Linked DNA regions of Mus musculus: regions 1, 2, 3, 4, 5 and 6 are each linked to region 7. The links are chromatin contacts, called in public HiChIP or PLAC-seq, Micro-C and promoter capture Hi-C maps. All regions are on one chromosome and are shown on one strand. The core of a region is the stretch at or near the end of the contact, and the rest is flanking DNA. Distances in the headings are between cores, read along the strand shown. Region 1 holds the start of Sumo2 (small ubiquitin-like modifier 2). Region 2 holds the start of Galr2 (galanin receptor 2). Region 3 holds the start of Foxj1 (forkhead box J1). Region 4 holds the start of Exoc7 (exocyst complex component 7). Region 5 holds the start of Mrps7 (mitchondrial ribosomal protein S7). Region 6 holds the start of Nt5c (5',3'-nucleotidase, cytosolic). Region 7 holds the start of Itgb4 (integrin beta 4).

Region 1 (3,408 bases), core at 54-2,553, 440 kb before region 7:
TGCATCTGAGGTTAAATTTTCTAAAATGGCATTATTTCCTGTCATCGCCCAAATTTGTCGCTTCCCATAAACACCAGTGTCCTTTCTCTTTTCAAAGCTACAACTACTAGAGTCGGTTTGGGGTGGGAGTGAGAAAACCATACCTTGTATTTCAAATTTTACTGCTACCTTCTTGATAAAAGTTAGCAAACTCTGCTCAATGATATCAAATGAACATATCTTTAAAAAAAAAAAACCGAACACACTCAACTGAGGGATATCCCGAGTCTCCCTTTTTACATCTTCCGATTAACGTTCGACTATATAACTGCTTCATTTTCAGTTCAGAGCTTATTTTCCCCCTCTCCTTTGCTGTCATGGCTGCAATACAGTCTTCGTGCAAGTATTCCCGTACATTGCAACCCCAACAGCAGTTCAGCAAATCAAATGTTTATGTCCAAGGATTCGATTCGTCCATCCTGTGTCCCCCTCCAAATAGAGTCGGGGCCAGAGAGTGCCCTGCCCTGGACTGATGCTGGTCCCCTAGTCCGCAGCCAAGAGTAGCCCGTGCCTCCGAGGGCGCGTTCTCAAGTTGAGCCCGTGTCTCTCTGCTCGCACCTAAGCCTCCAACCACAACAAGCCACATGGTTCCCGCCAGGGTGCGGGTTTCTGGGCGCACGGCGGAGAGCGCAGCCCCTCCCCCGCGGGCCCCTTGGGCCTCGAGCCGGACCGACTCTGGAATCCCCCACTCGGGGTTGCCGGAGCACACACCACCGATCCGGCGCGGCCCCAGCCCCGAGAGGGAAACCCCGGGCCGCACGACTCCCGCCTTCGCCGCCGCCCCAGACCCCGCGCGCCCAACGCTTTCCTTACACGCGCCGGGCGCCGCCGAGGAGCCAGCGCGGGGCCGCCGGGCCCGCGGGCTCCCGCGAAGCGCCGCCTGCCCGCCTCGCGCCGCGCCGCGCGCGCTCCGAGGGCCTGGGGGCGGGGGAGGGCGCCGGGCCTCCTCGGGCGCGGGCGGGAGGAAGAGAGCGAGAGAGGAAAATGGCGCGGAGCGCCGGGCCTGAGCCGCCGCTGGCCCCGTGGGGGGCCCCGGGCAGGCAGGGAAGCCCGCGGCGGGCTTCGGCCGGACCCCGGGCCGCGCCACCCACCGGTCCGCACGGTGAGGCGCAGCCGGCCGCCGCGAGCTCACCTTGGGTTTCTCGTCGGCCATGGCGAGCGCCGGAGTCTCCTCAGCTGCCGCTTCACAAAAGAGGCACCGGGTCCGCACTGAGGGAGCGCACAAGCAGCACCAGGAGCGGCAGGAGGAGGCGGCAGCGGTGGACGAGGCAGAGGGCGCGCGCACGTCGTGCGCTTCCCTCCCCCCGCCCTGCGTGCGCGAGCACGAGCATCCGGGGCTTCTCATTGGCTGCCGCTTCGCGGGAGCGCGCAACGCTTACATAACCACCCCTCCTCCTCCCCCCCACGGCCCGCGCCTCCGCCGCCTGGGCCAGGCGCCCGCCAGGTCGGCGGGAAGAGGCGCGGACACGCGCACCAGTCCCGCCGCGGGGGCGCGCCTGGCTCTGGGCGGGGCTGTATTGTCCTCCTTCTTTGGTGGAGCATAATCAAAATGGCTTCCAGCTGGTCCTCGGCGAGGACAGGAAGGCGCGTGGCCTTAGACGTGGGGTGAGCCTAGGTCGAGAACGGAAGGCCAACTCCACGTAGAAGGGGGCATCTCCATCAAAAAAGCAGCAGCGGGTTGTGAGAAAAACTCCTGTTCAGTAGGACAAATGCAACTCCCCCCTGCACATCAAACTTCCCAGTCCCTTCGTCCTTCCCCATCAACCAGCTTCCCACCCGGGAGCCTCAAATGTCTTCCAACCTGTTGGGAACCCTACTCTTGCTGTGGAAAACTGTTCTTATAGCCACTCAAAGGATTCCTTGCTTGTGGCCTGCCTCCCAACTTCCAGAGAACACAGTCCATCAGGGGAGCCGACCCAACCTGAAGCTCACGGGCCCATCAATCATTTCGTCCCTTAATCCAGTACAAAGTAGGAGTAGGATCCTCGCATTTGAAGAAAATCCTGCCCTCTGCTGTGCATGCCACCCTGTGGCTCTCACTTGGTGTTTTTATTTCCTGTACCCCTGTATTTTCTTCTACTACTGTGTTCCCACAGAGGGGGGAAATACCACGATTACATTACCACCATAGTGCTTCTTCTCGACCAAACAGCTTGAAAAAATGCCCATGCCAGCTGCTCCACCCCCTCAACTCCCACTCACTCCTCAATCCACTGCAATCTGTTGTTGTCCTCTTAGCTCCACTAGAACTCTCCACAAGGTCACCTTTGCTGAAACCAGTAATACGTCCCGTTTCTCACCCCTACTCAACTCCCTTCGACTCTGCACAAAACAGGCTTTTTTTTTCTGTCACCTTAGGCCAGTGGTAGCACACCTTAATCTTTTTTTCTTTATTAAACTTTATTTTAATTGTTTCTTTGAGTTTTAGTACAGACTTTTTCTGGTTTTTGGGTTTTTTTGTTTTTTTGTTTTTTTTTTTTTTTTTTTTGGTTTTTCGAGACAGGGTTTCTCTGTATAGCATTGGCTGTCCTAGAACTCACTCTGTAGACCAGCCTGGCCTCAAATTCAGAAATCCCCCTGCCTCTGCCTCCCAAGTGCTGGGATTAAAGGCATGTGCCACCACTGCAGCTAGTATAGACTTTTAAAAATTACTATATTTCCTCTACAGGGACGTATGAATCCCTTCCAATATCATCTACTTTCTAAACTCTCCTTTTCTAACTTTTTTTTTAATCCTCCTTGCATGTCTGTGGTGGCATAGGTGTTTAATCCCAGCACTAGGGAGGCAGAGGCAGGTGGGTCTCTGTGCTCTAGGCCGGACAGGTCTACAGACTGAGTTCCAGAAAAGCCAGGGCTACACAAAGAAACCCTGTTTTGAGAAACAAAAACAAAAAGATAAAAATTAAAAAGAAGACAGACAGGGCAACACAGAGAAACCCTGTCTCGAAAAACCAAAAATAAATAAATAAATAAATGAATAAATAAATAAAAGAAAAAGAAAAATTCCTTCTTTTGGGCGGGGCCTAGTGACACAAGTCATTTTAATCCCTACACTAGGAAAGCAAGATAAACAGATCTGTGTGTATTTGCGTATTCCAGATAGGCTGACAGCCAAGGCTACACAGTGAGACCCTGTCTTTGTGTGCCCATCTGGAGGTCAGAGGGTAACTTGTAGGCTTTGGTCTTTTCTTCCATTTTGTTGGTTCTAGGGACTAAAGTCAGCTTATCAGACTTTCTAACAAGGAAGCATCTCACCAGCCCCAAAGCTGTGACTTTTTTTTTTTAAATCAAGTCCCAACAACCACATGGTGGCTCACAACCATCCATAATGAGATCTGACGCCCTCTTCTGGTGCATCTGAAGACAGCT
Region 2 (3,488 bases), core at 650-3,149, 310 kb after region 7:
AATCCACCTGCCTCTGCCTCCCAAGTGCTGGGACTAAAGGTGTGCACCACCACTGCCTGGCTCTTGCCACTTTTCTTACTCATTCAATTGAGCCATGCCAGCCATGACTTAGGGACCCACCACATTCCTACAGTAGGGCATCTTTCCTTCCTGCTCCCTCTTTCTGTATCTCCCTCCACCCCCAACCCCCGATAGTGGGCTGTTTCCTCGCCATTATACCTAAGTTCAGATGTTTGGTTGTGGGTTTTGGGTTTAGTTTTCTTGTTTTCTTTTCTTTTTTTTTTTTTTTTTAAAGATTTATTTATTTATTATATGTAAGTACACTGTAGCTGTCTTCAGACACCAGAAGAGGGAGTCAGATCTCATTACAGATGGTTGTGAGCCACCATGTGGTTGCTGGGATTTGAACTCTGGACCTTCGGAAGAGCAGTCGGGTGCTCTTACCCACTGAGCCATCTCACCAGCCCTCTTGTTTTCTTTTTAACAGTGTCTCATTGTTTTATTTGGGCTGGCTTTGAACTTCTGGACTCAAATGGTCCTCTGCCTTGGATGCCTAAGTAGCTGACACTATATATATATATATATATATATATATATATATATATATATATATATATATCACATCTAGCTAAATTATGTTTTTCTGCAATAAGGATATGACTTGGTGGCAGAGTGTTTACCAAGCATGCCTGAGGCCCTGGATTCAATCCCCAGGGGACACACATATGATGACAACTATTATCACATTCTTTTTTCTTTATTTTTATTTTTGATAATGCCTTTCTTTGTAGCTCAAGCTGGCCTCCAACTCACAGATATTGACCCTCCTGCCTGCATCCTGGGGATTGGGGTTAAAGGTGTGCACCACCACACCTGGAACATCCCAGTCCTCTTAAGACAGGATTTCACTGGTGGCTCAGGCTAGCCTGCAACTCACTCTGCAATCCAGGGTGGCTTTGAACTTGCAATTCTCCCATTTCAGTCCTCAGAGTGCTGTTATTCCATGTCTGGGTCAACAAAGCCCAGTTTTAGGAAAAGAATATTTATGGCCAAGAACTGAATTTTTAAAAAAGATTTATTTAGTTATTTTATATGAGTACACTGTCTTTGTCTTCAGACACACCAGAAGAGGGCATTGGATCCCATTACAGCTAGTTGTGAGCCACCATGTGGTTGCTGGGAATTGAACTCAGGACCTCTGGAAGAGCAGTCAGTGCTCTTAACTGCTGAACCATCTTTCACCACCACCACCCCCTTTTAAATAAAGATTGAATGCTTTAATAGATTTGATCCATTAATAAACTGGTTTCTAGTCTTACATCTCCCTATATTTGATTTATTTGTTCAGTGTGTGTGTGTGTGTGTGTGTGTGTGTGCGCGCGCGCGCGCGTGCATGCGCACATGGGTCTTTGTGAGTGTATGTGCATCATATTTATTCAGGAGCCCATGGAGCAGAAGAGGGTACCAGATCTCCTGGAACTGGAGTTACAAGCAGCTGTGAGAGCTGCCATGTGGGTGCTGAAAACCGAACCTGGGTCCTCTGCATGAGCAGCAAGTGCTCTTAACCGCTGAGCCTTGCTCCAACCCTTCTAGTATTTCTTACCTCACACCTCTTTGAGGCAGTGTTTCCAGACCATTCCATCCCAGACAAGGGAAGAGAGGGTCACAGACAAGGTGATACTAGTACATATTCAGCGAACTTCTGGGTTAAGAGGGAGGGAAAATACTTAGCAGATGAAAAAAAAAAAAAGATGAAAATTTCCATTCTGGCCGGACATAGTGGCGCATGGCTAAAGTCCCAGTACCACAGAAGCTAATGCAAAAGGGTGAGTCTGGGCTAGTTTGGCTCCACAGGAACACCCAGTCTCAAAACAAGGAGGAAAAAAAAAAAAAACCGCCCTCCTTTCTGCCTCTTCTGGGTTGGTCTCTGGAGTTCCTTGTGTGGCAGGCTGAGGTATTCCAAGGATTTAGAAATGGGAGAGGCCTAGAAATATGGCTGGCCATAACACTTTGTGTTTGGGGGAAGGGGGCGTTGAGGGGTGACCAACCACAGGGCCAGTAATCTGTGTCAGCCCCCTCATTCCAAGAATGGGATGGATCTCTTAAAGGCGCCCCATGTCCCACACGCACCCTGCTCCCTCCACCAATCCAGGAACAGTGTGACTCGCTAGTGACCGACTCAAGTCTAAAGCAGAGCGGGTCCCAGGACTTGAGCGCGGGAGCCAAATGGAGTCAGGGTCATTCGACAGCTCCTCTCTCGGCTGCAGGCCGGAGCGGGGTACCATCCTATACTCTGGGTGCTCGCTCCTCCTCCCGTCCCCCGCGCACCCCTGCTCTGGCTCTTGGAGCTCGACAGTCTTGCTGGGGCGCTGCAGCCAGGGAGCTACGCGCTCACCAAGACCCGGACGGCTGCGGGAGCCAGGGCGGCGTCTGCTTTGGTGATACCATGAATGGCTCGGACAGCCAGGGGGCGGAGGACTCGAGCCAGGAAGGTGGCGGCGGCTGGCAGCCCGAGGCGGTCCTCGTACCCCTATTTTTCGCGCTCATCTTCCTCGTGGGCGCTGTGGGCAACGCGCTGGTGCTGGCGGTGCTGCTGCGCGGCGGCCAGGCGGTCAGCACCACGAACCTATTCATCCTCAACCTGGGTGTGGCCGACCTGTGTTTCATCCTGTGCTGCGTGCCTTTCCAGGCCACCATCTATACCCTGGACGATTGGGTGTTTGGCTCACTGCTCTGCAAGGCCGTTCATTTCCTCATCTTCCTCACTATGCACGCCAGCAGCTTCACGCTGGCCGCTGTCTCGCTGGACAGGTGAGTGAACATTCTGTGGTGTCTGAGAACTGGGTACCCAGGTAGGAGCTTGCACTGGAGTCGCCACGCAAGGATCCAGAAGGGATGCGTAGTCGGGGAGAACACTAAAATTACAAAGTGGCCCGAGGCCGTGAAACGCAAGGGGAAAGGGGACTAAGACTCCGTGACTAAGAGTGTCCCTTGATTAAGTCGGTCCTCAGACCTCGAAGGCTGGAGAAATCGGATTTCTGGGGTCTTTACGTTATTGTTGCTTGAGCTAAAAGTCTCTCAGAAACATTGCAGTACTCAGACCAGAGTTGGCTTGCAAAGTAACTTGCCAGTATTCAAATGCTAATTGAGAGCTGCAGAGAGGCATTTGCTTCTTGGCCCCAAGCTCAGCACCTGGAGCGTTGTCCGGCTTTAGGCTTAGGACTGAGCTGTACTTTGGATAGACCCATGCTGAAGTCCAAGGCAGCGGGAGTGAGGGCTCCTAGCGGACGTCTAAAGCCTTCCAGGCCAAGGCTCCCCGCCCGGAGACGCCTGCGGTTTGATGTTCCTTCCCTAGCTAAAGGACCCAGAAAGAGAAACTTCCAGAATGCTCTGAAGGACTCGTGACTGGAAAAGACACTAGAAACAGGTCCTGGGAAGGATGTCATTAGTTCCCTGCCCCTTCGCATCACTTGGCCCTTCCCACAGTA
Region 3 (3,400 bases), core at 811-3,310, 360 kb after region 7:
AGTTCTGCTCACACCACACTGGTGTCCAGGGGCCCAGGCTATGCTAGCAAGGCAGGTGGGCAGTGAGTGGGCACCCTTTGGCCAGCAGGGCTGAGATGTTTACACGGCAGCCTGGCCCATTGGCTGCTCTGTGCCAGGTTCTGGAGATTTAGAACCCGAAGCCACTGCAGCAGAAGTGCCCCTGTGGAAAGCACCTGGCTCAGGTAATTGCCCCCCTAGGGAGGCTGGCTGAGAGGGTGGGGGTGGGGGCAGGAAACTGGGGAGGAGCTGAGGTGGGAGGCTGGTCAGTGGCTTCAGGATGACTTCCTGACCCCTCCACCTGGACAACTGATCTTTGTACCCAGAGGGGCTCATCTCTGCCCTACTCTCTAGACGCAGGGTGCAGAAGTTGGCAGGGAGGTCACCTAGGTTCCATTTCAGAGTCCAGTTCTGACTAATTCCTCGGGCAGATCATTGTCTAGGAATTTTCGGACACGGGACAAGAATGTGCCTTAGTGTTACATCCCACATGAGGCTACACCGGGCCCTATTGGTCCCTCTTCTACAACTTCGTCTGTACCTCCAGGGCCTTGGCTCCAGACAAGGGAGCAGTTTCAGAACCTGGCAGAGTGGTCAGGCCTCTCATGAGGCCTGACCTCACAGCCAGGTGTCTCCTTGGCCTTGCAGATCTGGTATGCGAGCCTGGCTAAGTGCCAGAAGGAGGTCGTGAGGAGGGAGTGGCCACCACCCGCACCTCTCCTCCCCCTACCTGCCAGGTGGGGTCTGCATGGCGGAAGTAGCAGAAGTTGTCCGTGATCCACTTGTAGATGGCCGACAGAGTGATCTTGGTGGCCTTGCTGGCTTGCATGGCCATGCAGATGAGAGTGGCATAGGAGTAGGGTGGCTTCACGTGTGGGTTGGTGGCATAGTCCACGTCGTCAGGGGGCGGGGCCTGCAGCCCCGGGGGCGCGCTTCGAGATGTGCACGACGATGTGGGCTTGCCGGGTGTGTGCGGCTGCCCAAGGCAGGCAGGGTCTGCCGCCAGCGGTGACCCGGGCGCCACCAAGCCCGGCACTTGGTGGTAGCCGTGGGGGTCTGTGCCTCCTGGGGGAAGAGTGGGAGCCTTGGCGTTGAGAATGGAGAATTCCTGCAGCCATTGCAGGCTGGTCAGGCTGTCATCCAGGGCGTCCGGCTCCTCCATGCCGCCCTCCGGCCCGGCTTCCTCTCCGGGACCCGCTCCGCAGAGGCGCAGCCAGCTCTCCGCCATGTCTGCGGGGACTCTCCGAAGGGGCGGTCAACATCCACAGGCTGAGCCGGAGTGGCCCGCCGCGCTCTCTGGCCCGCTGGTAACCCAGACTCCAGTTACACAGTCTCCAGAACACTCACTTCCATTCTGCGACCCAGGGGGTCGCCTCCTCCGAACACGAATGTGAGGCCTGCGGGAGCACCACGGAACTGAACACTCTTCCCCTACCCCGAGAGGAAAGAGGCGCCTTAGGGGGGGAGCCCCTCACATTCATCCCCGCAGCCTGTGGCGAGGTCAGGGAAACACAGGACCCTGGTCTGATCCTGCGTCTCCACCTCTCTCCATCTGCCCTTGAAGGGTTTGTTGGCCACAATGAGGGAAGAGGGTAGGAAGGCCCAAACTAACTCTTTTCCCCAAAGAGTGGGAAACTAAGATCACATCCCAATAGTCCAGGGGGGTCAGTACGACGCGGCTGGGGCAAAGTAGGTCATCTGATCCTTGAAAAGAGGTGTTAGGATGAAGGGTCTCGGGAAAGGAAGGTCACAGGACCGAGTTATGGAGGAGCAGGAAGCGATCTCCCGAACTCCTCAGATTTCATTTTCGTGGCCCCACTACTTCTGTGGGCGACCGATGGACTGGATAGCCAGCAGGTCCCGACGCCCTCCCATCCCGTGGTCCACAGCCCTCCCAGTCCCTTACCTGGCTCAGAGCGCAGCCAGCCAGAGGAAGGTTCTGGAAGAAGTTCCTCCCACCTCCCGCGGTTCTCTGTCCCCAGCTCGAGGGCTGTGCTGGCGCCCCTCTTCGCGCCCCCCCCCCTCGCCCGACGGCGCTTCTCTGAGCGCCGACGGCCCGGGGACCGGCATTAAGTAGACGCTCGGAAGGCTTCTTCTGCTGCCATGGCGACGCCCCGCCCCCATAAACAGCTTCCGCTGCTGTCATTGGCCAGTACGTCTCCAAGGAGACCGCGGGCCCTTGCAGCTCCTCTGGCGGCAACTCTCTGGAACTCTCTGGTTCTGCCGCCCTCTCCCGCGCCACCCAGCCCCCTACCCGCCACCGAGATCCGACTCTGTGCATTCCCGCCCGAGGGCCCCGCGCTGGGTCTCACGGCGGGTGCTCGGCTCCCGCTCGAGGCCCCGGGAACCCCTCCCCCAACGCGTCGGGTTTGACCGCTGAGGGGACCCAGCCCCGGATTCTGCAGACCAAGTCTCGGGGAACCGTGCCCTTGAAGTCTTTGCCCTCACCGGGCTGCCAGTGGCCTTTGTCTGGTTTCTGGGGCCTTTCCCTGGTCCCCGAGTGTCTTCTCTGGTGCCCACAGGCAAGTTTGACTCTCTGATGCCACCTGTCGCTTATAATCCGCAGAAACGGCCACACAGCTCGCAGACACACCGAGGCGGGTAGGGTAACCCAGCGTCTCCCGGTAAGCAGCTCGCCCACTCACCCTGCTCAAGTTCCCGGAAGCTGGCATTCCAGGGGCATCTGCGGAGGTGCTGCCCTTTCAGACAGTCTAGGAAGCAGAGCCAGCCGGCAAAAAACAGAAAAGCCCTGGGCCTGCAAGATTCTCAAAGAGGTCATTTGTTCTACTGATTTAGCCAGGAACTGGTTAAGTGATGGGAACTACTAAGCATAAGGGATTCTGGGCCCTAGCTTTCCCTATTGCCATCAGCTTTGGGGTTCTTTAATAATTGACGAGCTGCAGGATTGGAAGTGATCGGGTTTAAGGCAGATGCAGAAGCAGGTAGGGCAGTCAGGAATGGAGCTGGCCTTGTACCCAGGTCTGCAGAAATACTAAAAAGAGCCTGAGCCACTGACTGAAACGAATACGTTCACAAACGAATTCACGTTGTAATTAATGGCTCCCTTGCCCCTGTAAACAGTTTTATTCACTTTTAAGAATCATGCAGCAATCCATAAATATTGCATCTTGATGTCCCCACTGTAATGTGCCTATAAGTGTACTCCATGAATGTGAGGGGTACACAGATGGCACATACAGAGCACACGCACGCACACACACACATACACACACACATACACACAGGTGTTCAGGCCCTAAAACAAAGTGTGCAGCCAGCACGCCAACACCAGATGGACAGGACTAGTTCCCCAGTGGGATGGATGGCTTAGGGTTTGAGTCTGTGCCTGGCAGATGTCACAGGGGATAGACACTCTGGTGGG
Region 4 (3,521 bases), core at 83-2,582, 330 kb after region 7:
CTCTGCAGGCACTGCTCATTTGTGGGACACATACACACATGCAAACACTCATGCACATAAAATAAATTTGCTTATTTGCAAAAAGAGATAATCAGGCTGGAGAGCCAGCTCAGCAGTTAAGAACACTGGCTGCTCTTCGGAAGTCCTGAGTTCAATTCCCAGCACCACATAGCGGCTCAACCACAACCATCTATAATGAGATCTAGTGCCCTCTTCTGGCATATGGCCATACATACAACCAGAACACTATACATAATAAATTTTTTTTTTCAATCACCTCAGGATAGATTCCTTTCTACCCTTGAAAGTCAAATCTCAATTTCTGTTCTCTCTGAAGTTTTCCTAGACTGAACAGAAAGTAGCTTCCTCCAAAATAGTTGCAAATATATTACTGTTACCTCAAACAAACAGCCAACCTCTTTCCCTAAGGGCAAATCTCATTCAACAAGTATTTTATTACTGTGTAAATACAAATGCAAGCACTTTTAAAGCATCTTACTGTATACCAGACACTGGGAAGCATGCATAGACTTCCTCCACGGACACACTGGGAGGCTGACATTGTCTGCTTTACCAGGTAAATTAACCATAACTCAAGGCCTACCACCAGGAACCACATAGTAAGCTGTAGGACATTGGGTAGATCTAAGACGCATTAACTCTCTGAGATGGTTTTGCTTCCAAAGCCCCTGTGACTTCGCTGCCTCGCCTCGCTTGAATTTGACAATGACACGGGGCCAGTACCAGGCCATGTACAGGATATCACGAAATGTTTGCAGAAGGACAGACAGTAACAGGTATAGGGCAGCGGTTTCCTCGGTGATGGGGTGGAAACTGGGGTGCAGAGATACCCATCGCTGCAAGATATGCCCACTGTTTACTACCCACGCTGGAGTCCCTGGACAGGCGCAGGACACGTCCATCACACGCCCCTCCTCTGGGGCTCAGGAGCCTGGCGGCAGCCTCCCAGCTGAAAGGCTACTCACCATGTTCCTAGTGAGCTGGTCGCTCTTCTCCAGGCTGTCTCGGATAAACGACAGCGTCTCCTCCTCCTGCGAGGGGCAGAGAGGAGGACATCACCACAAGCCGATGGTGAAAGGCGACCACCAGCACCCAGCACCCAGCACCACGGCCTACGCCTAACCCTATCTCCCCTTCCACCCCGGTTCGATGCCCCTGAGCGCCTTTCCTTCACTTTCTCCCCAGCGTCACCTGCTTCAGTTTGTCCTCGATCTCCCGCCGCCGGGCGGAAGCCTCCTGCGGGGGAATCATAGCAGCGGACAGCGCTGTCCCCACTCCCCGCTGTTTTAGCTCCAAACCCTGCTCGGCTTCCGTCCCTGTCACGCCCACTTCCTCCCTCGGCCCCGCCCCCGGACGCTTTCGGGGGCGCCATGTTGGGAGTGGCAGGCGGAAGTGTGTTCCTGCCGGAGCTCGCGAGCGGGCTGCGGGTCGACGCCATCTTGAATGTGGCTGGAAGAGCCGCTCACCTGAGGCATACGTGGGTCTTTCCTCGTAGCCAGAGGCTGGTTTGCTCGCTCCTTTGAAAGACAGCCCCTTGCTGGGAGACTGAAGCAGGAGGCCATTCACGAGTTCGAAGCCAGTTTGGATCACATAGTAAATTCCAGGCTAGCCTAGGCTACAGAGTCAGACTTGGTCTCCAAACCAAAAATCAAGCAAACCAACATTATACCTGAATTTTTTTTAGATCGTTTTGGCTGCTCTGGAATAGGTTATGTAGACCAGGCTGACTTCTGCCTACCGTGGGCTGGATTAAAGAAAGGTGTGCTCTGCCAAACCCAGCTCACCCAAGAAAAAGCAGGGCGGTGGCGGAAGGCAGGAGGTGGAGGCTGGCACGGAGTGGTATATAGGGTTTACAGTTCTCTCCCTCCCATGTGTAGGACCCAGAGGGATTGAATTCGGGTGCCAGGTTTTGTGGCAAATGCCTTAACCTGCTGAGCTATTTCACCAGCTCATGATTTATTTGTGGATTTTAACATGGTGTATAGATAGATGTTTCGCCCATGGGTATGTATGTCTGTGCCGTCACTTGCATGCCAGGTGCCCTGGAAGACCAGAAGGTTATCTGATCCCTCTGGAGCTGACATTACAGTAGTGAGCTGTCTGTCATGTGGGTTCTGGGAACCCTAACCCTAACTCAGGCTTCCTGGAAGAGTAAGAAAGAGCTCTTAACTGCTGAGCCATCTTTCCAGTTAGCTAAACCCTAATTTAGGATAAAAGCGCTGACTGAGGAGACAAATTTGTTTTTGCAGATCATATCTTAACGGTTCAAGTCTGGAGACTGGATTCCACACAGAGTGGCTTACAATGGATACTTCAGAACTTGTGGGATCCCACGTGGGTTTAATAACAGAGACACAGAGACATCTGTATAGTATAAGGCTGTTTGCCTGTTTGCTGGGGCAGTCCCTCAGCTAACCCTCCAGACTCAACGCGACTTCCCTGCTACGAGTCCCTGGCGTTCTCTCTGCTCAACCTCCCTGTCCTGCTCAGTTCTGCTTCTGTCTCTCTCTCCTCCTGCCCCGACTCCAACAGTCAACTCTAGTCCTCAAAGGCCACACGCCTTACTCATCCAATCTGAGCCAATCAGCAACGGACAACGCCTAGTCTGAGCCAATCAGCAGCAGGACAACACCTAGTCTGAGCCAATCAGCAGCAGGACAACGCCCGGTCCATATTTCTGTGTTGTCTTTTGGCTTTGGCAGCTTTTGACCTTCACCAGGCAGCTTTCTTTTTAACAGGCTAATCTCAGAGAAACACCTTTGTGGCAGGCAAGGAAGGACAAACACTTACATATAGAAAGCAGGTAATATCGGGCTTGGGAGCTGGCTCAGTGGTTAAGAGCACCAACTGCTCGTCTGAAGATCCTGAGTTCAAATCCCAGGAACTACATGGTGGCTCACAACCATCCCTAACAAGATCTGACTCCCTCTTCTGGTGACAGTTACAGTGTACTCACATATAATAAATAAATCAATCTTTAAAAAAAAGGCAGGTAATAGGCCATAGAAATGACAGTAATTAAATATCCTGCCAGCATAGCAATTAACAACTGAAAATGCAGGGCACAATTACATAGGCATTTGATGCAATATGTGTGGGTTTAATCATCCCAACTTCTTCCCCTTTTAGCCCAAGAATGGCTCTATCTCTAACATCAGTAAACTATATACTAATTGTGAGAACTGTCGGGGTAAGAGTTATATTCACAATGTCTAGTCCATTTGTCCTGTCTCAGTGAGTTCAAAGTTCTGTAGAGGGTTTGTGTCAAGTGGATAAGGGAAAGAAATCTGAAGCACATATACCTTAAATCGTTTTCTTTTTTTAAAAAGTTTTATCTATTATGTATACAATGTTCTGCCCGGCCAGAAGAGAGCACCAGACCTCATTATAAATGGTTATGAGCAACCATGTGGTTGCTGGGAATTGAACTCAGGACCTCTGGAAGATCGGCTAGTGCTCTTACCCACTGAGCCATCTCTTCAGCTCCCTTAAATCCTTTT
Region 5 (3,274 bases), core at 575-3,074, 370 kb before region 7:
ACTGTCTAGTCAGACGGTGAAATCCCAGCAGTTCTAGATAGAGCAGAAAGAGCAGGCGTTTAAGGCCAGCCTTGGCGTCCTGAGACTCTGTCTCACAAAGACAAAACACCTAAGTCAACCCTGCTTAGCGCAGCTTAGGTCATTTATACTACTCCATTTTTCCTGTTACCGTCTGTGTGGTGAATCAATTCTGCTCTGGCTATTACCCAGTCACACGGTTCCAGGAAAACGGTCTGAGTGGAGGCAGAATGTCCTCTTTGAATTGTGGCCACAGAACCTGTTTCATTAAGTGAGATACTGGGTCTACAATTCCAATTATTTTCATCTTTCAAGAAGGGGAGCTGGGCGTGGTGGTGCACACCTTTAATCCTAGCACTGGGGAGGCAGGGGCAGGAGGATCTCAGTGAGTTCGAGGCCAGCCTGGTCTATACACAGCTGACTGGACACTGGGATCCTTGGGTAAATGATTTTAGCCAATGCCTGTAATCCAGCACTGTACACTCCCCAGAGAACTGTCACATATAGGGAGATGGCTCTATGCCCTGCCCGCAAACATCAGACACTGCAACTGTGATCTTACTTTTCTTTTGGGATGTAGCTTCCCTTAAAGCTAATTTCAATCTCCTGAACAGTAGTTCTTAAGGAAGGCCATGCCTCTAGGAACAACACTCAAGACATCAAAGAGACAACTGTATTCCGTAAAGGATTTCCAGCTCAGGGCTCTACAAAGACGTCTTACCTGATTCGTCTCCATTTCAGAGGCTCTCCCGGGGCTAGCCCTTAGTAAAGTTAATTTATTGACCCTTGATAAGGCGTGATTAACCAGCCTTATTAACCCTTACTAAATAACCTGGATGAACTGTCCGCTAACGTTAAACCTTATTCCTTTGGAGCAATGTACAAATTAGTAAAGATAGCAACACGTCGATATAGCAGCAGTCATTGTTTTTTGAGTTACTCAAGAGCGGGTTATCTCGTTAAAATGAGTGCGTGCATATATGTGTGTGTGTGTGCGCGCATGTGTGTTCCTTCAGTACATATTTAGCACGCTTCGTGGTATATTGTTCCCTGTAGTCGCGCTTTGGAAATGAATTCTCACTTCCAGCATCCTCACTGAGGATGGTCCCACTCTGGAAGCTGCCAGCTGTGTTGTGTGTGCGGCGTGGCACCGCTCAACCCTCCCCGAGGGACCTGTCCAATGCCCGGTCCCAGAGCACAGGCTGGGTGCAGCCCCACCTCAACCTCCCCACGACGCCCGCCTGTCAGCCCAAGGCGCCCGGGTGTCGCTTTCCGGGCCTGCAGGATCTCGCGCTGCAGGTGTCACCCGCGGGAGCCTGAGGACGCGCGGCGGGGAAGGGCCGCTGCTCGCAAGGGGTGTGAGCGCCGGATGCTCGCCGCGAGGCGACGCCGGGTGTGGACTGCCGCGGGCCGCCGCGGCGGAGGGGATGGCGCAGGGAGGGAGGAGGCAGGCCCGTGGTTGGAGGTCAGGTAGAGGCGGCCCCGGATACTCACTCAGCCAGGACTCCAGGCTCTCCCCTTCCGCCTCCGCCATATTGCAGCCGCCCGGTCCGGCCCTGCGCCCTCAAGCCTCGCGAGGTTCTGCGCGAGCAGGGCGGGGGCGGGGCCCGCATGGGGGCCTGAGCGCGCCGAGGGCTGCGGTCCACGGGCGCGCCGGACCGCGTCGGAGGCCGCGAGGGCGAGGATGTGTCTTCGCTTCTTCCTCAGAGGGAACCTCTGAAGGGAAACCCACGCCCGAGGAAAGTGCGCAGGCTCTCATCCGTGTCCTGTCGCTCACTCACGCAGGCGCGCTGTGGGCAGCCCTCCGAGGTCCTGACAGCGGCCAAGATGGCTGCCCCCGCGCTGCGCGCTCCGCTTCGCTGGTCCGGGCTGGCCCTGGGAGTGAGGTGCGCCGTCTGGAACCTTCCAGGGTGAGAAGGCAGCGCGTAGCCGGGACCGCCGCTCGGACCTTCACGGGAGGACCTGGGGAAAGGAAAGAAGCCGCAGGCGAGCTGCGCTGAGTTCTGGCGCGGGAGGGCACTAACTCGGGGCGCCGAGATGGCTGACTCCAGCCATTAAACGGGCCGGTTTGGGGGCTTAGTACCCTGTCCTATGCCTGACAGGCCGGGATGACCTAGATCGGTTCTACCCGGAGCCGAGAGTGCGGCCCTGCTAGAGATCGGAGAACTGGCTTGCGACGGAACAGTGGCCAGTTTCGGGGTGGGGGCTGCCTACCTCTTGGGACAAGGGTCAGAACTGCTGTCAGGTTAGCAGGCGGTCCCAGCGCCACCGTCCCTCGTCAGCGTGATGGCACTTGCGGCTTACTGTTAAGTCAAGCTTGTTCACTTTTGTGGAGTCACAGATTCACCCGTAGGGTTCTGTCTGCTTCCTCCTCGCCCCACTCCCAGGCTCACACAGGTGAGGGGGAGCCGCTATGCCCCCGAATTCCGGGAGCCCTTGATTGACAAGGAATATTACCGCAAGCCGGTGGCGGAACTCACCGAAGAGGAGAAGTATGACCAGGAGCTCAAGAAAACCCAGTTTATCAAAGCTGCGGCCGCGACTGAAACCAGCTCGGTGTTCGCAGACCCGGTCATCAGGTTTGGCGCAAATGCTCCTCTGCTGTGGGCTGGAACTCACCTGGGGCAGTTTTCTGCTGAGGGATCCGGAGTACAGCCCGGGAAAGCTAACCATGTTTTTCTCCTTGAAGCAAATTCACCAACATGATGATGAAGGGAGGCAACAAAGTTCTGGCCCGGTCTCTCATGGCTCAGGTAAGGCCGCTTCTTCCTCTTCAGCTTGTCTTTCTTTTCCCTCAGGCTTGGTGTCTGCGTTTTACACCATGGCTTCAAAACTAGAAAACAGGTTTCTATTCCTGCCATTAAAATTTCCAAGATCTGAGATTGGTGGTGCCCACCTCAAATCCCATCGCTGGAGAAGGCATTTGAATCCAGCACTCGAGAAGCAGAGATAAGTCAGGCCTGCTTGAGCTACAGAGTGAGTTCTGGAACAGAGCTACTTAGTGAGATCCTGTCTTAAAAACAATCAAAACAGAGCCAGAGGTAGGCAGATCTCTGAGTTCCAGACAGCCAGAGCTGTATATTAAGATCCAGTCTTGGGGTGGGGTGGGGGGACAACCTAACAATAAAAGAGGCAGAGTTGGGAAAAGTTTGAGGCCAGGATGGTCAAAAGCTAGTTTCACCCCGGCCAGAGCTACACAGAGTCCCCAGAAGTTTCCCATTCTGTCAACATTAAAAAAAAAAGTTCTTGCCTGGGT
Region 6 (3,833 bases), core at 503-3,002, 480 kb before region 7:
ATCCCTTGAGAGACAGGAGCGGGATAGCGATGAGTCTGGTCCACCTAGTGAGTTCCTGACCACAAAGGTCCGATAGAGTCTAACGAGCTCCTGTAACTGGTTACCCCGCCCTCCTCTGCCACTGAGAAGAAAAAATGGAATTAGGGGATAAGCGAAGAGCAGTCCTGACAGGAAGTGGAGTTTAGGGAAAATGGGGGCCCTGATCACTCAGCATTGTCCCCCCTCAGATGGACAACGAAAGCTGAGGAAGGAGATCTACAAGGGCTGGAGAGGGGCTGTCGTACAGCCACTGGATGAAGGAAGGCTCCCGCTCCCATCCTGAGCTGAAAAGGAAAAGGAGCATCAAAGATCCAAAGCCTCGCGTTTGGTTTTTATTTTTATTAAAAACCTCCTGATTTTCTCCACTGTATTTGTGTGCTAGTCTCCTTCTTTCCCGTGTAGGCCTCCTGGGAGGAGCCGGAAAGCAGTCTGTTCAAGTGGCTCCCTGATTAAAGAAAGTCACCTGTCCAGGCAGGGTCCTGTCCACCTCAGGGTCCTTCACAGGCTGGCTCGCTTGCTCTCAATGATCCCCCTCCAGTTGTCACTCCAGGAAAGCAGCCGTCTCCTGGTGGGGGGCAGGGCCAGGTGCTGATTGTGGCAGCAGGTGAACAAGATGTGCTCCCAGCTTGGGGTCTCCTCTAGGCCTGGGCAGTAAAGACAGCGTGCGCTCTGTAATTGGGTCATTTTTACTCCTCCTTAATCCCAGCAGGCCAGATGCCTGGGGGTTGTCAAGGTTAACTGGCTGGCCCAACCTTGAATGTTGTCTTTGTCATCAATGAGCAGGTCTCCCATGACCACCGTCTTGTCCCTAGTCAAGATAATCCGCTCCACAAACTCTGGCCCCAGGTTCTGCTCCACCCAGCGGTACTGTATAGGCGGGAGGGGTGGGGAGAGGTCAGTGGAACTTGCTAGGCTCAGAATGCAAGATAAGTAAGGCATGGGGGCTTAAGTGGGACTAGCCCTCAAACACGCGGGACCCCTTTCACCCAGCCCCCATTTTCTGGTTTATTTTTTTAAATCAGCGCAGGCGCCGGCACCTTCTCGCCCACACAGTGGTCGTACTTCAGCAGTGGGGTGGTGCAGATGAAGACCTCGGTGCTGCGGAGAAGGGGTGCAGTTAGGCCTGGGGCACTGGCCGTCTTCCCGCCGCCCCCTCCTCACCCTCCTTACTCTTTCATGTCGTTCATCTCTCGCAAAGCGTCCAAGGCCCCAGGGATGGGCTCCAAGTTTAGGAAAAAGCCTGGAGATTCATACACACTGGCCACTTTTTCCTGAAAGAGAGAGATCTTGGTCCCGCTCCTGCTTTCCAGTAGGGGGAGCCCCAAAGAGGACACACACACACACAAAGATTCTGCAGGAGACCTCGGTTCTAGTGTGTGTGTGTGTGTGTGTGTGTGTGTGTGTGTACCCTTTCAAGCTTTCTGGTTCGGGGGTGAACTGTGGATTCGCACAGCTTGGCTGCCTAGAAGAGAACTCAGCCTAGAGGTTCCCCATCGGGTCTCCTACCGCCAGGTCCGGCCTCAGAGCTCCGTACTGCTCGTTGGCGAGGAAGCCCCGGCGCTGTTCCAGCGGCACGTGCGGTTCCTCGGGAAAGCGGCGGCGAAAACCCTGCAGGAGGCCGGACTCGAAATCAGCTAGCACGCCGTCCATGTCCACCAGCACGCGCACGGGCCGCTTCACCGCCATTGCCACGCCCGGTGTCTCCGCAGAGCACAGCGGCAAGCACGGAAGATGCCAGACCCGGAAACAAGCTTCCGGGACCGGGGTAGGGGCGGGCCGGACTTTGTTCATTTGCACAGAGTGGCCAACCAGGTGCCCAGGATGGCATTGCGTCCCTTACGGGGCTGCCGCTCATGTGCAGCATCAGAATCCCTCTCCCATAACCTCTAAGATCCGAAATACTTTCTTGGCAATGGGGAACCTGCTTCGCATGCTGAATGCATCCTTTGCCTCTCCCATGTTTGTCCAGGCTGGAAGCTGACAGGATCGTGAGTCTCCCAGTTCAAGGGATGAGAAGGACCCCTTAAAGACAACCGTGGGCATGAGCTGGGCATGAGCTGGGCTCTCAAGAGACCGGACTCATAAGCCAGACTTGGTTTGAAACAGTAACATTGTTTTCAATCTGCGTCCACTACTTTTTCCTGTGGACCCGAGGTCTCCGGTAGAATCGAAAACTTGTATGTCCCTCTAGAAAATGTTAAGCGTTCACACACAGAGACACAACTTATTCTTGTAGATTTCAGAGTCAATGGCGACATCACATCAATTTTCCAACCTATAAATGCAGATTTGAGTAATGACTCCCCCCCCACCCCCGACTCAGGGTTTCTCCACATAGCCCTGGCTGTCCTGAAACTCTGTGAACCAGACTGGCTTCAAACTCCCCGAGGTTTGCCTGCTTCTGCCTTCCATGTGCTGGGTTTAAAGGTGGGCACTGCTACACCCCGATAAGACATGACTTCTAACCCATGGCAGAAGTTTGTCAGCATGGAGCCCGACATCTCACTTGAAGAAAAGCCAGTTTAAAACAACAAAGGAGCAGAGTGTAGTGGCGCACATTTTTAATCCTCACACCCAGGAGGCAGACCTCTGAGTTCCAAGACAGCCAGAGCTACTTAGTGAAGACCTTATCTTAAACAAATTTGGGCTGCAGAGATGGCTCAGCATCGGTTAAGAGTACAGACTGCTCTTCCCCGGGTTCTGAGTTCAAATCCCAGCAACCACATGGTGGCTCACAACCATCTGTAATGGGATCTGATGCCTTCTTCGGGTGTGTCTAAAGACAGCTACAGTGTACTCATATAAATGAAATTAAAAATAAAAAAAGCTCTTCTCCTTTCCTCTGCCATCCTGCGCATTACGCCTGATTCGGTTCTCCTTTCCTCTGCCATCCTGCGCATTACGCCTGATTCGGCTTCTTGCCATGTCTTCTCACAAGACTTTCCGAATCAAGCGATTCCTGGCCAAGAAACAAAAGCAAAATCGCCCCATTCCTCAGTGGATCCGGATGAAAACTGGTAACAACGTCAGGTTCAACTCTTCTCTTAGAAGACACTGGAGGAGAACAAAGCTGGGTCTGTAAGGATTCACACAATGGCAAGACTGAGGGTTTATACTGAGTTGTGGTCAGCAATCAGTCCTACCAGACAGATTTCAACATTTTTAACCTGGAGACTTGCTCATGTCTTAAATTAGGGTGTTTGTCTAGTAATAAAATATAGAACCTTTTAAAAAAATAAAATAAACAATTTTTTTCTTTTCTTCCTTTATTCTTTTTATTTTTATTTATTTTTTGTTTTTTTCCTTATAAACATTTTTTTTAAAAACACAAAAAAGCAAACAAAACTGGTAAAACAAACCAACAACAACATATCCCGGTGAATTCTTACTTAGGGACTGAATTTTCACTAAGCCAAACCAATTTTCACATAAACTGAGTTAAAGTTCATCTGCTGTTTTTTCTCTCCTGCCCTTTCAGTAACTTTTAAAATATTCTGAGAATCCCATACATACATATTGTATCCCATACATATTGTATCTTTACCCTATTTAACTCAGGCTTCTCCCAACATCTCCTGGACACACACCCCTTACTTTTTTTGCAACAGGGTTTTTTTTGTTGTTGTTGTTTTTGTTTTTGTTTTTGTTTTTTTGAGACAGGGTTTCTCTGTATAGCCCTGGCTGTCCTGGAGCTCACTTTGTAGACCAGGCTGGCCTCGAACTCAGAAATCCACCTGCCTCTGCCTCCCGAGTGCTGGAATTAAAGGCGTGCGCCACCACGCCCGGCTGCAACA
Region 7 (3,661 bases), core at 657-3,156:
CCACCATGTGGTTGCTGGGAATTAAACTCATGATCTCTGGAAGAGGAGTCAGTGCTTTTAACCACTGAGCCATCTCTCCAGCCTGCAAAGAACTATTTTTGTTTTTTTTTTTTGGTTTTTTGGGGGTTTTGTTTTGGTTTGGTTTTTTTGGTTTTTGAGACAGGGTCTCTCTGTGTAGCCCTGGCTGTCCTAGAACGCAATCTGTAGACCAGGCTTGGCCTCAAACTCAGAAATCTGCCTGCCTCTGCCTCCCGAGTGCTGGGATTAAAGGCGTGCGCCACCACACCCAGCTGCAAAGAACTATTTTTAAATCAATGTGTAGAGCTCTTCTTTTCCAGACTGGACTGGGTGCCTACTGGAGTGGCTGATGTCCACAAGGAACTGAGCTGGCCTGGAACATACATCTGAGTGCCGAAAACATACTGGGCTCCTTCCCCAGTGCCCCCACATTCAGGAGGAAGTCTCCCTGGGGACCTGGCCTGTGCAGAACAGCCCTCAGATGGCTGGACAGGGCTGACAGGGCTATTAAAAATCATTTTTATTTGTATTATGTTTGAAGCAAAATCTATATAGCCCTGGCTGGCCTGAAGCTCTCCATGTAGACCAGGCTGACCTTGAACTCACAGAGATCCACCTGCCTCTGCCTCCTGAGTGCTTGGATGAAAGGCCTGCTACACAACAGCAGTGCCCCAACAGACTCGTTTTACTCATTTGTTTATGTGAGAGGGTGGGATGGATGTACACACCACAGAGACCTTGTGACAATGAGTCCCACCAGGAATCAAACTCAAGTCATGAAGTTTGTCAGCAGGCACCTTGACCCATTAAGACATCTTACCCAATCACACTTTTTTTTTTTTTTTTTTTTAACTCCTCTATGTACCAGGCACCAGGGCTGGGGCTGGGCTGGTGAAAAAAAAACCAAAAAACAAAAAAAAAACCAAAAAAACAAAAACCTCCCTTCTCTCTAGCCCAGACCTGGGCATAGGCCTCTCCACCTCTCCTAACTTGGATTACCCCAGGTTGGGGCAGAAAACATGGGTTCTCCGAGTCCACAGTCCAGTGGGATGATCATTTCAAACCAGTATAGCAAATGCCATAAAGAAGCCATACTCTGGTCTGGAGGTCTAGTTTAGTGGTAGAGTACATGGCTGATACGCATGAAGACCTATGTTCCATACCAAGCACCGAATCAAAAGGAAGATAATAAAAGGACAGGTGTGGTGATGGATGCCTGTAATCCCAGCACTTGCAAGGCAGGGGCAGAAGAATTACCCCAAGTTCAAGACTAGCCTGGACTACACAGTGGGAAAAGGCCATATTCTCCGACCAGACTTAGAAACCAACAGAGGATGTGGCAAAGCCGAAGAAAACTAAAGATCTTGTAACATTAGTTCAGGGTCTTCAAATATAAGGATAAATCTGGCTGAGTTTCAGACTGCATACTCTGGCTCTGACACTTGGCGAGCTTGAAGCCCCCACGGGTTGAGGAGGTCCAGTGCCAGCGGTGAGCATTAGCTAACCTGGTGAGACTAGAGTTGGGTTCTTGCAGCGCCTCAACGGACTCATTATTAAACAGAAACGGGGCCTGAAGGCACTCGAGAGCCTGCCGCAAGAGTAAGATTTGTGAATCAGCTTGTCACCAACACTGTAACAATCCATGAGTGCTACTCCACACTAGGTCACGTGGCCTCTTGATGGCTACAATTACATTTTAAGGAGATTTGAGTATCCGAAGAAACCTAGAGGCCCCAGTCCTTGCCTATCGGTTCCTCTAGTAGAGGCAGAGAGAACCCAGTGGCCAGCAGTCCAAGAGTGCTAAGTCTCCCTACCAGTTTGGGGCACGACCTATCCTCGCGCTGACACGGAGAGGGTGGTGCACGACCCGATGACCGTCGAGGCAGCGGGACTGACCCAGCTGGGCTCACTGTATTAAGAAGCGGACCCGCGACCCGGAGCGGCCCGGGGACCCGATCTGGGAGCCTGGACGGGTGGGGAAGACGGAGCCCCGGTCTGTGCTGCAGGGAAGAGTGGCTCCTCCTCCAGCCCCCTCCGCGGCGGCTCGGGGCTCGGGGCCGGCGCCGGTTGAGCCGCAGCCCTTTCCGGGGGGCGGGCCTGGCGGCTGCGGCGACACCCCAGCTCCTGCCCCGACAGGTGCGCGCAGCGCGCAGGAATGCAGTCCGCCTGACTCACCAGCGCCTCCTTCCTACCTGCGCCGCCCGTCCATAAAGCGCTGCTGGCTCCCGCCCGCCGCCGCCCGCCCTGCTGTCCCGCCGGGCTCGCCCGCGCGCTCAGCTCGACCCAACGCAGCCCAAGTCCGAGGTAGTCTCACTAAGGTAGGTGCAGGTCCCGCTGCAGATCCGAGGGCACACCGCCCGCCCCGGTGCCCCGGGACAACAGGGCTGGAGAGGAAAGTGAATACCCACTCCCGCCCGGGGCTTTTGTTTCCCTTCCCTTCCCTGAAGATTGGCAGGCCCTGGCTCCCTCTGCCCATGCTGCCAGGACAGGTGCCAACCCTGCCAGGATGTGGGAAGGGGACAGCTGGGAGCGGGGTAGTTGGGATCTAGGGAAAGAATGGTGAACATCAGATACCCCTGCTAGAAAAGGACACTGGGTAGGTGGGTAATAGGAGTGGGTAGAGGCTGGGGGCTCACCAGCCCTCTGAGTGCTACCTCCCCTGAATCTGAAGACAGTAGAGGAACAACTTAACTACCTTGCAGCAAGCCCCCTTCTTGTCCGGCTTGACAGGACCTGCTGTGTGGTGACCCGGGTGCATGTCAGGCGTGGGGAGTCCCTGATTTTCCTCTTGGCTGGCCCGCAGCCTGCTCTCTTCCCAAAGCCCGCTCCAGGCACCTTTGTTTGGGGGACCTTTCAGAATCTCATCCAGCAGTCCCGCGAGCACTTGGCCCCGCCATACACTCTTTCCCACGATCCTTGGAGGAGCCTTCTGGCTGTCACTGTGGCCCGGGACTCCAGGTGGCTCCCAAGGGTAGGGGCAGACCTCTTCCTTCTTCCTGACAGACTTGCCACACCCTGAGCATAGGTTCAACCCAGATGGCACGTTTGTTTCTACCCTCACTAAAAGTGAAAATCGAGTCTCCTGGGGGCTGAGAGAATGGACAGCAGAAAATGAGCGTTTGACTCCTTAACTCTGACTTCCAATAGCTGACAGGGTAGGCAAGGGGCTGTTACAGCTTCAAGAACTGCTGTCCTGTCTGGCCCAGCCTGCCATGGCTACACACTCTGTGATGGCATCCTCAGTCCTAGTCTTTATGTGGAATCTTGTTTCTATACTAGGCGACTACTTTTAGAACTTTTAAAATACAATTTGGGTCGAAGCAAACACTCGAGTGTCTGCCTAGGCCTTTACATTATATAGTTCCTGTGTGTGTGTGTGTGTGTGTGTGTGTGTAGGTTCAGTGTGGAATCTACACTGCCCCCAAATCCCCGCCAGACCCTCCCAGTGCTGACTGCTGGAATGGGAGGCTCCACAGCCTCAGTGCCTCATCTGTCCTAAGGCACACACAGGCAAGCCTCTCCCACTGGGGTCCTGTGCAGATAGATGCCTTGTTAACCCTTTGCTGACATGCTGGGTGTGTGTTGCCGTCCTGTCTGTTTGGGACAGCCCTGTATTCTGGGTCTGTGTAAGAGCTGGGTTTGT

Evidence for each region. Hi-C and Micro-C count contacts between places; a contact is called where the count stands out from the background. HiChIP or PLAC-seq counts read pairs in DNA pulled down with a chosen protein or histone mark. Capture Hi-C pulls out chosen DNA fragments and counts their contacts.
Region 1: a Micro-C map of embryonic stem cells shows a contact between it and region 7, with 4 times the contacts expected there. The contact joins the promoter of Sumo2 here to the promoter of Itgb4 in region 7. A contact is called at or near these places in 2 of 39 promoter capture datasets (liver and pre-B cells), 1 of 484 Hi-C or Micro-C datasets (embryonic stem cells) and 1 of 115 datasets of contacts at active chromatin or transcription factors (bone marrow-derived macrophages).
Region 2: a promoter capture Hi-C map of liver shows a contact between it and region 7. The contact joins the promoter of Galr2 here to the promoter of Itgb4 in region 7. A contact is called at or near these places in 3 of 39 promoter capture datasets (hematopoietic stem and progenitor cells, hippocampal neurons and liver), 2 of 115 datasets of contacts at active chromatin or transcription factors (bone marrow-derived macrophages and pancreatic cancer cells) and 3 of 9 other capture datasets (adipose tissue, embryonic stem cells and liver).
Region 3: a contact with region 7 is called in a FOXA1 HiChIP or PLAC-seq map of pancreatic cancer cells. The contact joins the promoter of Foxj1 here to the promoter of Itgb4 in region 7. A contact is called at or near these places in 2 of 39 promoter capture datasets (liver and pre-B cells) and 1 of 115 datasets of contacts at active chromatin or transcription factors (pancreatic cancer cells).
Region 4: a promoter capture Hi-C map of adipose tissue shows a contact between it and region 7. The contact joins the promoter of Exoc7 here to the promoter of Itgb4 in region 7. A contact is called at or near these places in 2 of 39 promoter capture datasets (cranial neural crest and liver), 1 of 115 datasets of contacts at active chromatin or transcription factors (pancreatic cancer cells) and 1 of 9 other capture datasets (adipose tissue).
Region 5: a FOXA1 HiChIP or PLAC-seq map of pancreatic cancer cells shows a contact between it and region 7. The contact joins the promoter of Mrps7 here to the promoter of Itgb4 in region 7. A contact is called at or near these places in 4 of 39 promoter capture datasets (embryonic stem cells, hippocampal neurons and liver), 5 of 115 datasets of contacts at active chromatin or transcription factors (embryonic forebrain, embryonic midbrain, embryonic stem cells and 2 more) and 3 of 9 other capture datasets (adipose tissue, embryonic stem cells and pancreatic islet).
Region 6: a contact with region 7 is called in an HNF4G HiChIP or PLAC-seq map of pancreatic cancer cells. The contact joins the promoter of Nt5c here to the promoter of Itgb4 in region 7. A contact is called at or near these places in 4 of 39 promoter capture datasets (the C10 cell line, liver and pre-B cells), 3 of 115 datasets of contacts at active chromatin or transcription factors (bone marrow-derived macrophages, pancreatic cancer cells and pro-B cells) and 1 of 9 other capture datasets (embryonic stem cells).

The regions. Positions count from the first base shown.
Region 1 is chr11:115,534,927-115,538,334 of GRCm38.p6, forward strand. Sumo2 (small ubiquitin-like modifier 2) reads right to left here and starts at 1,304. Exons shown (of 4, transcript NM_133354.2): 1 at 1,172-1,304. The coding sequence starts at 1,192.
Region 2 is chr11:116,279,040-116,282,527 of GRCm38.p6, forward strand. Galr2 (galanin receptor 2) reads left to right here and starts at 1,900. Exons shown (of 2, transcript NM_010254.4): 1 at 1,900-2,811. The coding sequence starts at 2,447.
Region 3 is chr11:116,333,294-116,336,693 of GRCm38.p6, forward strand. It overlaps Foxj1 (forkhead box J1), which reads right to left and starts at 2,061. Exons shown (of 3, transcript NM_008240.3): 1 at 1,925-2,061; 2 at 749-1,415. The coding sequence starts at 1,246. It overlaps Rnf157 (ring finger protein 157), which reads right to left. Exons shown (of 19, transcript NM_027258.1): 19 at 3,052-3,400.
Region 4 is chr11:116,305,402-116,308,922 of GRCm38.p6, forward strand. It overlaps Exoc7 (exocyst complex component 7), which reads right to left and starts at 1,333. Exons shown (of 20, transcript NM_016857.4): 1 at 1,213-1,333; 2 at 987-1,052. The coding sequence starts at 1,272. It overlaps Gm26730 (a long non-coding RNA gene), which reads left to right and starts at 1,463. Exons shown (of 3, transcript XR_389166.1): 1 at 1,463-1,780; 2 at 2,271-2,824.
Region 5 is chr11:115,602,316-115,605,589 of GRCm38.p6, forward strand. It overlaps Mrps7 (mitchondrial ribosomal protein S7), which reads left to right and starts at 1,825. Exons shown (of 5, transcript NM_025305.3): 1 at 1,825-1,928; 2 at 2,406-2,597; 3 at 2,708-2,771. The coding sequence starts at 1,846. Gga3 (golgi associated, gamma adaptin ear containing, ARF binding protein 3) reads right to left here and starts at 1,601. Exons shown (of 17, transcript NM_173048.3): 1 at 1,513-1,601. The coding sequence starts at 1,552.
Region 6 is chr11:115,490,062-115,493,894 of GRCm38.p6, forward strand. Nt5c (5',3'-nucleotidase, cytosolic) reads right to left here and starts at 1,753. Exons shown (of 5, transcript NM_015807.1): 1 at 1,546-1,753; 2 at 1,210-1,310; 3 at 1,077-1,137; 4 at 792-906; 5 at 364-683. The coding sequence starts at 1,725. The coding sequence ends at 538. It overlaps Armc7 (armadillo repeat containing 7), which reads left to right. Exons shown (of 3, transcript NM_177778.5): 3 at 1-405. It also overlaps the pseudogene Gm11694.
Region 7 is chr11:115,972,819-115,976,479 of GRCm38.p6, forward strand. Itgb4 (integrin beta 4) reads left to right here and starts at 1,907. Exons shown (of 40, transcript NM_001005608.2): 1 at 1,907-2,336.